2 separate regions of the Anas platyrhynchos genome follow, and region 2 is linked to region 1. A link is a contact called in public Hi-C data. All regions are on one chromosome and are shown on one strand. The core of a region is the stretch at or near the end of the contact, and the rest is flanking DNA. Distances in the headings are between cores, read along the strand shown. Region 1 has its middle 33 kb from the start of SNTB1. Region 2 overlaps SNTB1 (syntrophin beta 1).

Evidence for each region. Hi-C and Micro-C count contacts between places; a contact is called where the count stands out from the background.
Region 2: a contact with region 1 is called in a Hi-C map of skeletal muscle, with 2.6 times the contacts expected there. The contact joins two enhancer-like sites. A contact is called at or near these places in 5 of 8 Hi-C or Micro-C datasets (F1 follicle, liver, skeletal muscle and 1 more).

Annotation. Positions count from the first base shown.
Region 1 is chr2:12,988,334-12,993,434 of IASCAAS_PekinDuck_T2T, reverse strand. No RefSeq gene overlaps it. Among named protein-coding and RNA genes, the nearest start is that of SNTB1, 33 kb to the left of the region's middle. Within about 2 kb of position 2,949, at least 1 of the 8 cell types and tissues checked has an H3K27ac peak or open chromatin away from gene starts, as enhancers often do.
Region 2 is chr2:13,125,213-13,130,313 of IASCAAS_PekinDuck_T2T, reverse strand. All of the region lies in intron 4 of SNTB1 (syntrophin beta 1), which reads right to left. Among named protein-coding and RNA genes, the nearest start is that of MRPL13, 45 kb to the left of the region's middle. Within about 2 kb of position 2,628, at least 2 of the 8 cell types and tissues checked have an H3K27ac peak or open chromatin away from gene starts, as enhancers often do.

The DNA.
Region 1 (5,101 bases), core at 1,700-4,199:
ATTTCTGTGAGCACCTGCTGGACCCTCACACTAGCCCCCCTGGAGAGACTGTCTTCATTTTCATCATTTCAACCTGGAGCATATTGAGCAGGACCAGCTGAAGCCACTGCAGGTCTCACTGGGGAGCAGGGGCTGGTGATGAAGTATTGGTTTGTTATTTCATCTTCCTCTCCTGAGACCAACCCTGCAGGGGGTTGTCCCCTACACATTGGATAGACAGCATGACCCATTGATAATTCATATCAAGTAGAGGTATAATTTGCATCTGGATATCCAAATACAGATTAGTTCTTCCCCGTAGTTTAAGACTTCTGCCTTCATGATGAACTATGCTGTTTTACACCATTGCTTTACTAATGGGATAGTGAATTTTGCTTTTCCAAACACATAGCTCATTCTCAATGTATGCAACTACAGCTATATGTCATTCTGTTTTATATGGAAAATGGTCCCAGCGGACGTATACACACAGTTTGCTACAGAATTTTAAAGCTTGCAAGTTGATGTCAAAACTTTCTTTGCAGTTTCCATCCAAACAGCACGAGCCCTCAGAAGGAGAAGGGAGCAGAAAACTCTAAGCCTCCTGCAGTGCTTCTCAGCACTGGGCATATCCATCCCTGGATATGTCACACAAAAAAAGGGCCATGGTGTGCAGACGTGAGCCTCTGTTTTCACAGGAAACTCTATGTTTTCTGGTTATCCTTGTGTCTGTGTCTCTGAATGCTGTTTACCTACCAGTACTATGGACAAAGTAACATTCTCTTCCATTTCTCAGAGATACCAGGAGGCCAGCTAAATATTTACACACATGCTTTGGGATCTGTGGTTCACGCGTTCTCTCTATGGGCTGAAGCCTTCAACAGGTCTATGAGGGCAGAGTATGGATCAGGTGGGCCTCCAGGAGGACATGGAGCTGCTCTCTGCCCGTATGGACCTCCCTGCACTGAGCTCCATGCCAGAACAGAGCTGCTTTGTCTTCTCTTTCCTGTCTATTATTATAACTGCTGATTTCACACCTTATATATTTAAAACGTTTGTTACACAGGCTTGTCTTCAGAAGTGAATTTCTCTTGGTGCAAAATATTCCAGCGAGTTGTCTGATCATCACGACGAGACCGTAATTGGCACATTTCTGCTTCAGGTGGGGCAATTAAGAAAATTTGGTGTTGAGTGCAGACACTGTTTTGACAGAGAGGAGTAGCTAAGACTGTGCAAGTCTGGAGAAAGAAAAAAAAAAAAAAAAGTCAGTTGTTAAATTATGTAACTTCTGAAGATGGAAAAGAAGTCTTTTGTTTGCCTAGTTGTTGCTCTAGCCTTAAAGTCAATAGAGCTGAAGCACAGTAATGAAAAAGCTCACGTTGAAAATACCTTGTCTCATTCAATTCTCTTGCCTTGTCTTTCCAACTTTTACTGAATAAAAATGTTCTTCACTTCTGGACAGATTATCAAATTTAAAGTGTATTAGCAAGCACCAGCTGTGTGCTGTAATTATTTGGCTGAATCTTCTGACGTTAGAGGAGAAAATCTGAGTTAATGGCTCAGATGCTCTCCTGCTTGGTTCCCTAATATCCCCCACCTTGCACCTGGTACATCTGCACGGAGCGGGGATAAAGCAGCAGGAGGGCAGAAGGGGACTGTAAGGGACATACAGCACAGAGGGACAGATGCTGCAAGAAGTTTGTAGCAAAATATTAACCATTCTCCCTTAATGCATCCAAGTAAGACAGCAAGGATTCAGTTGTATTTCTTTCCAGATGGCCCCAATGTCACAGTAGCCAGACAGGGCTGGATTTAGTTGTTTAAAGAGGGTTATCTAAAGTCTTAGGAGATGCCCAAGGGGAGCAATGGGTTTGCCAAGTGCAGTAGAAGAGGACCAGTAGGTAATGCATGGGTGTTGAGGCCTTATGACTGCACTTTGTGAGGTTCTAAGGTTTAGTTTGGGACAGGCCTGAGTGTCGCACTGTGCATGGGGTTGAAGCTGTCTGCAGAGCCAGTCACATCCCAACCCCACCTGAGGGGCTGGAGGATGTGGTGAGGGCGTGGGTTAACTTCTATAAGGAATTTTGTTCACATGGTCCAAAACCACTCTGTGAACTGAGCCAACATGCAGTAAATGGGTGTGATTGGAGAATTTGCTTTATTGTTGTTTGTTGTATGTTTATTGTTGAAGAGCACTGCATGGACACCTCTAGACTGTTCATATTTTGAGGTGCACTATCTGACTGGAAGATGTCAAATGGGCAAACCCAGCTTGGCAGAATCAAGCCATTCTTTTATGATAGCATATTCTGAATTCTGGTTTTAGTTGCCAGCCTGGGCCCATCCCTTAGTGGCATCTGCTTTTCATCTTCAGGCTTTTTTTTCTCTAATCATTGGGGGTGGAAACTTACCTTAGAAATGAAAGCTGAACCTCTGGGGAAGATCTTGGTTCTACCAGCAGGGTCTTCATAGAATCACAGAATGGTTTGGGTTGGAAGGGACCTTAAAGACCACCCAGTTCCAGCGCCCCTGCCATAAGCAGGGACACCTCCCACCACACCAGGTTGCCCAAAGCCCCATTCAGCCTGGCCTTGAGCACCTCCAGGGGTGGGGCATCCACAGTTTCTCTGGGCAGCCTGTGCCAGAACCTCACAACCTTCTGAGTGAAGAATTTCCTCCTAATGTCTAATCTAAACCTCCTCTCTTTTAGTTTAAAACCATTCCCCCTTGTCCTATCATTATCGGCCCAAGCAAAGGGGCAGGAAACTACAGAATAGGATGAGACTGGAGATAGAATTGCAACAGTTGGCAGCCTTTGCTTGTATATGTTACAGGGATACCAGAGCAATGTTTGCTGGTATTGAAAAAGCCAAAAGGTTTTGACATAGCAGCTCGTGACCTTTGCAAGCCTTTAGGAGCAAGCAACTTGCTTAGGGTACAACATGTACACATGCAGTGCTTTAAATAATAACTTCCTTTTTTGTGCTGGTCTACCTCTGCCTCATTCCTATTTCAGTAGTAACCATTAGAAAAGCAATAGCTCCTCTGGTGCTCTAAAAGGCAAGAAAATACTGAAAACCATATAGAGTACTATGTGGTTCAAGTTATTACACGCGAACCCTTGCGCAAGCACTACTTGCAGTCAGTTGTTCCTGGCAACAATATTACTACAGTTAATAATGTAAACAGTGGGCAAAATAGAAATCTGATATGAAAATTATTTGTTCTGCTATAACATTTGGAAAAGGGCCAGAATGTTAAGTTGGGAATGCTGGTATAATTTACCATCATACATCCATTTTGAACATATGTAAATATCCTCTGGTTAGTTAAAAGAATGGAGCTTTACATCACAAGAGAGGGTGAATCTGGAAATTCCAAGGTAAGTTACATATGAAGAAAGCAAAAGAAGCCTTTAAAATGTTCTACGGATGTTAAATTGATAAAAATCATATAGAAAACACAATCTGATCTTCTTGTTCCACATTCATCATTAGTAATGATTGTGCAAAAAGGAAGTAAAATATATTTGTCCAGCAAATACAGAATTCTTGTTTATAAGCTTCTGCATCAAAGACATGCACAAACACATTTTTGAATAGGTTGTGAAACTGGTAATAAGAACCCTTCTTGCACTGGCATTAAAATCAGACTTGCTAGTCCATATTCACATTCTTTAATTCAGGAGGGCTCTGGAATTTTATCCCAGATGCTACAGTGTAGGTACATATCCATACTTGCTGTATCTGGGGGAAAAAAAATAGCTCATATCCTATCTCAGTCAGACAGCATATTTTCTGATAGTATTAACTACATGCCAGAATAGCACTGTAAAGTAAACACTGGTCAACCCAATTTAAAAATGTCAATTAGTTATTAGGAAATAAAGTGATTCCTAGAGGGGTTTATTTCATTAAGAACATCTTAAGAGCATGGAATTTAAGTGTTGTTTTTATTTTATTTTATTTTTTTCCTGCACAGTTGTCATGAGCCACAGTCATGACGAAAATCAGGAAGCGTTCATAGGAAAATGTCTTGTAAAGCAGGGACATAATTAAAGGCTTTTTTTTTTTTTTTTTTTTTTTTTTTCCAATTTGCAATGTAATAAATTGGGAGAGAAAATGCAACCCTTATGTCTAGTACAAGGTGCTGAATGGTAGGATGCTTATATTTATTCATGGGTCTGGCATCCTCTCTTTTGCTTCTGGGCTAATAATTGCTTTACTTTGCTTTTGTATGAGATGGCAATGATAAATATGTATATATATATTAATACCCAAAAGGAGCAGTAATTTCACAAGGTTTAAAGCTGCTTTTAAAACATGTTCTGAAGTACTCTGAAAAATATTGCAATGAGATTCTGCTGTGTTTCCTAGACAGCACTACAAGAGTCATAGTTTAAAAAACTGTACCTGTACTTTAATCTGCAAAGTGATTCAGCCCTTGTGAAAAATAAGCATTTTAGCTACAAATCACCGGCCTGTTTCTAAGAGACTTTAGATACATTTTATTATACAGCAGTATGTAAATTTTATGGCATTTTGAAATTACTTTTGAGATATCAGAGGAATGAAGGTGGCACTGGGTTTTTCAAGGGTCTAAAGTAATCTGCTGAGATTACAGAGCATTAAATATGATATCTAGCCACAAATTGGTGGAGGAATAACATAAATGACCAGAATTACTAGACATACATAAAAGCTATAAAATGAGCAAGAGTCCAATTGGATTTTTGTAAAGGAAAATTGTATACCTCCTATTTACTAGATTTCTCTGAAGAAGTCACCAGGTATGAGATTGGTACTTTTGAACTGGTTTCCCAAAAGCTTTTGACTAGGTCTTTTACTAAAGACTTTTAGAGCAACTAAGTCATCCCAGGACAAAATTAAACACGATTTCATGGGTCATTAATATCTGGTTAAATTGTAGTTGTGGGAATTACTGGTCACTTTTCTAAGGCAGTAGATTACCAGTGGTCACCGCTAGGGAAACTTGCTGAATCTGCTGACAGGCACAACCCTTACATGATCCACAACAAAAGGAGCGAGGGTGCAAGGTGGCAAAACTTAAAGAAAATATGAAATGCTTAAGGATAATTGAAAAGGTCTTTGAAGTCATGAAA
Region 2 (5,101 bases), core at 1,379-3,878, 140 kb before region 1:
CCTCCCTGCCTGCTTTTTGGCCTCCAGAAGGGCCGTGGAAACTTCTTGCTTCACTTTGATACACTAGTACTCCTAACAGCACACTCCAGGCAGATTTTGTAGTAAGGGACTAGTAGTAAGTGGCAAGCAAATAGCCCCACAACTTCTTTTCATGGGCTGTGGTGTGATGAGGTGCAAACCTGTGGGGGGGGCTGCATCTTGGTTATTAAGGCAGGAGAGCAGGAGCTGAATGGCCAGTTGTCTGGTTGCAGGCAGGGCAGCTGCTCTCCCTCTGCCTTCTGCTGCTGGAGGGAAAGCAGTCTGAAAAATCACATCAAGTTTGATATTAAAGGTAAAGCTCCTTTATATAGTGTTCAAGAGCTGCGCTAAAAATTATGCTCTAATACTTATGATACGGACTATGTGACAGATGGTTGAAAGGTTTTATTCCCTTTCAAAAAAGAACACCGAAAACACACATGCAAAAGACACCCAGGTCTTCATGCATCATCCACTGCACTGGCTTTTTAGGTTTTTCATCATACGAATAAAATAGAGATGCATTTTACAAATTAAAGTGTGTCGGATGCATCCAATATGAGCCTTTTACTTTCCTGCCTTCTCATTCACATTATCCCCCCATTATCAAAAATTCAGTCTCACCATTTAAAAATCCTTTTTGATCATACAACTGCAGATCATGCTTCAGAAGATTGTGCAGCTGAACACAAACTAGACAAATAGGCAGGGGAACATCTCACAGCATTTATATATCAGCACTGATATATTTGGGTGCAAGTCCAAGGATTCCCAAGCTTTGATAAATTCAGACTAGTTTCACTTACAGAAAAAATACTTTATCCCGAAGAACCCAAAAACATCTCAAAAGGCAAAAATTGAATCTTGCAAACTTCACAGGTGGCTCTGAAGCAGGCAGAGGAGGTTGCACCCTGCCAGAGGTATCCCCGAGAGCTCTGCCCAGAGCCGCAAGAGGGCAGGAGAGGTTGGTCTGTGCTGTGTGTAGGGAAATGAGACTTTTCACGTGCTCCAGGGAGCCAGGAAGACCCTGCTCATCTCTAATTTCTCCCTCGTGTGTCTGTGCTGTGGGGACCCTTAGGGCATTGTTCTCTGCAGGTGTGCGACAGCGAGATGCGTGGGGTACAGCGTGACGTGCGGGTGCCAGGTGAGGCTCTCCGGGAGCTGCTTCTCATTGCAGTGCTCTGAAAAGAGTTTCAAACACCGCAACGCAGCAAAATCTAATGGTCTCTTCGGTGAAAACCAGCTCTGACATTCAAAGCAGGTGTTCAGCTGCTCACTTGAGATTTATCTCAGAGGAGGCCGTGATACAAGTGCATCAAGAGTCATGCAGCTCTGCCCAGCAGAAGGCCACTACAATCTGACCTTTCTTACTTGAAACCACTTCTTAACCCTTGACTTAACATTTGAAACCTGCTCTGGAGCAGCAGTACTCTTTGGAAACCTACGTGCAAGCCCTCATTCATCCAAGATCTGCCTTAAAGGGAGACACAGCCACCCAGGACACCAAGCAGAGACCTTGCACAGCTTGCACACTGCTTCATGCTCCTTCCCCGAGGTGCTCAGGCACCCTTGTAGTAGCCACCTGCCCCTCTGCCCACTTGCACAGACAGTTAATCAGTGCCCAAAGATGATTAATCAGTGCCCAAACTCCTTTCCCAACTTCCCACCTGGAGCCCTTGCCACTACCTTGCAGCACACTGTGGCAGGACAGCTGGCAGGGTTTCAAGCAGCTCTTCTTGGGGGTGCTCTGCTGCATGTTTAGAAAGCCACACTACAGAAATAAGTGAATGTAACAATGCACTATTCTTGAAAAAAATTGGGTTTATCTAGATAAGCAGCCCTGTGCTTACAATCACCAAACGTTTGCAATTCGTATCTGCATCATGTATCAAAGTGCTTTAATACTTTCTGGTCACAAAACTCAGCTTTGCCCCAAAGCTACTTAGAGATCCCTGATCTTAATCAGGGTGCAACATGTGGCTGTTTTTTTTTTTTTTTTTTTTTCACCATATCTGCTCTGATAGATAATGCAACTTGATTGCAAGCATTTAAGATGAAATTGCTTAAGCCCCATTCCCATGCCATAGGGAGGCACTGTTATTCCTATTTCGGGCATAAGGAAACACTGAAAGAGAGATTATGACAAAAAGGTCCTTGGAGTCAGGGCTATGAGCCAGTTGCTGTGCCTCCCAGTGCAGAGACTTAAAGGAACTACCTAAATCTCCTCATCTCAGGTTTATTTGAGCTGTCACTTATGTTCCACACAAACCTGAGAAAGACCGCCTAGAAAATATTTTTAGATCTTAACAGCATCCATAGTTTGAAGGCAAATTTATCAACAAACAGAAAGGGTGTGTTGAAATTCTGCTTTTACAATTCTGTCAGAAGATCGTAATCCTTCTACCACTTCCCAATTTTCTCTGCTCATTATGTCCTGGGTAGATTAAGCATGACTCTGTGCAGTATCTGGCACTGAAGTTTTCCAGTTTCAGCAGCTTTTCAAATATGCATTAGCTAAGCAAAAACGTTTTCTCAAGGACTCGTAAAAATCTGAAAGATGGGAGCAGCCAAGATTACAACATGTGGTCTGCAAACTTTCCAGGTGAAAAGTTCTCAATTGCACTGATCAATGCACAGAGGGATTAAAAAAATGTGTCATGAGGAGGGTAATCACTGGCTGAGCATGAACACAGCAGTCGATAACAACAGCAGAGACCGTGTTTATTTGGCTGCTGTAACTACTCGGTGTGACAGAACATCAAATCAGAATCCTGTAGGGTTTTAGTCGAAAACAGACACAACAGTAGGTGTACTGATTTAGGAAATTTGTCAATTCAGGCAATCTGTTAACCTTGGGGATTCAACAACTCAAATGTATTTATCAGGTGCTGCGTCTGGGCCGGGGCAATCCAGAACATTAACACAGGCTAGGCAGAGGATGGACGGAGAGCAGCCCTGAGGAGAAGGGCCTGGGGGTGTTGGTTGATGAGAAGCTCAACATGAGGCAGAAATGTGGGCTTGCAGGCTAGAAAGTCAACCGTATCCTGGGCTGCATCAAAAGAAGTGTGGCTAGCAGGGTGAGGGAGGTGATTCTCCCCATTTGCTCTGCTCTTGTGAGACCCCACCTGGAGCCCGGCGTTCAGCTCTGTGACCCCAGCACAAGAAGGACGTGGAAATGTTGGATCAAGTCCAGAGGAGGGCCACAAAGATGATCAAGGGGCTGGAGCACCTCTCCTATGAGGACAGGCTGAGGGAGTTGGCGTTGTTCAGCCTGGAGAAGGGAAGGCTCTGGGGAGACCTTACAGCAGCCTGCCAGTACCTAAAGGAGGCCTGAAGGAAGGGTGGGGAGGGACTCTGTCAGGAGTGTAGGGATAGGACAAGGGTAGAGGTTTCAAACTAAAAGAGGGTAGGTTTAACTAAGATATTAGGAAGAAATTCTTTACTCTGAGGATGGTGAGGCACTGGAACAGGCTGTCCAGAGAAGCTGTGGATGCCCCATCCCTGGAGGTGTTCAGATGTTCATGAAGTTGTGTGGACAGGAAGGGGAAGGGTGCACTGGCTGGCAACCATAAGCCAAACTGGGGCTGACGAGGAGAATAAGCCATCTGAGCAAGACACAGGTGTTTCCCAATGAAGTGGCTGAGCTGTAGGACAGGCATGCATGGGCTGCTCATGGGCAGCACTCACTAAAGGGAAATGCTGAAGGAACGTGAGCTTTGTGCAGCCCCTCTGAGTGTGTGGAGGGCGGGGGGCCATGGACTTCCAGCCCTCATTTCCTGAAGGTGAGCAACACCCTGCTCCTGCCAGGAGGGTGATCCACCACAGTAAAGTGACTTTGTTAAATAGGTTAAAATGTAGAGATTAGTGATTGCCTCACACCTGAGACAGGCTAAGGGACTTGCTCAGGCCGTTATCAGCAGCCAACAGGAAGGTCTGGATGTCAGGATGTGGCAACCTCAGCATTCCTGAGCTGTGCTTACCACAGGATCTCCAGTCACTTCAACGGCAGATTACATTCACTGTCCACTGACAGATGGCTCCCCGAAACAGAGGGGAGGAGCTGCATCACCTTCTGCTGCGGGTTTTCCACGAAAGGCAGCAAAGTTTGTTTTGGGGCGGAAGGAATGTGGTCAGATAACCGACACTATAAAACAGGGCGGGGAACTCCTGAAGGAACAGGCCCAGCTGAACAACCTCATGCTCCACACAGCCCACAGCAGGCACCACCACGTGCTGGCAGTAACCATGAACCACCTCCTCGGGAATTCCCAGTGTTTCTTCCGCTTGTGCAAGAAATATCATCCAAATGGTGAGTCTCCAGCAGCTCGAACACAGAGCAGAGAGCAGGGAGGCTGGGGGTAGGTTCTGCAAAAGTTTGGTGTGCAGGTGAGGCATTGGATTAGGTTCTCTAGAAAAAGCGTACAATCCTCATCACTGGGGACTTCTATTTATAAGTCTGTTTACAAACTCTGTCAGCTCCTTCCACCTTGCACTGATGCTATCCGGAGCTCCCTCCCTGCTGGGTCGAGCCTTCCTTCATGCAGGATGTTGCAATAGGAGGAGCGATAAATCCCTGACGACACTGGCACACTGACACGGGGACACAATTACCATGTGGTAAACCAACATCATGTGCCATTTATCTTGGGGCAGCAACACATCAAAATCTAGTGACACACCCAGACACAATCTCCTGCCCCAACACCTTACCTAGTTTCCATTGTCAGTTGGAATTGATGAATTTCACTGAAATTGTCAGCTTGCACTGCCACCACGCACAGCAGGCTGCAACTGCAGAGCATGGGACCCTCACCTCATTTTATGGTGACACATCTCATTTCACAGTAACAGGGTAAATCAGAACCCGTCTTCCCAAAGTCTTGAAAGCTCCATCATGGATAAGTTGATTGGGACAAAGCAACCATTAGCATAGTTTGCTATTTTTTTATTTAATATAATGATTTAGCAGGAAAGTCTCAGCTCATTTGGGGAGAGAATGAAGAGACTGAGAACAAAAATTAACTAATGAGAGTGCAGTAAGAGACCCACTGCTTTTGGCCATGTACTACCGGCCATTCTGAAA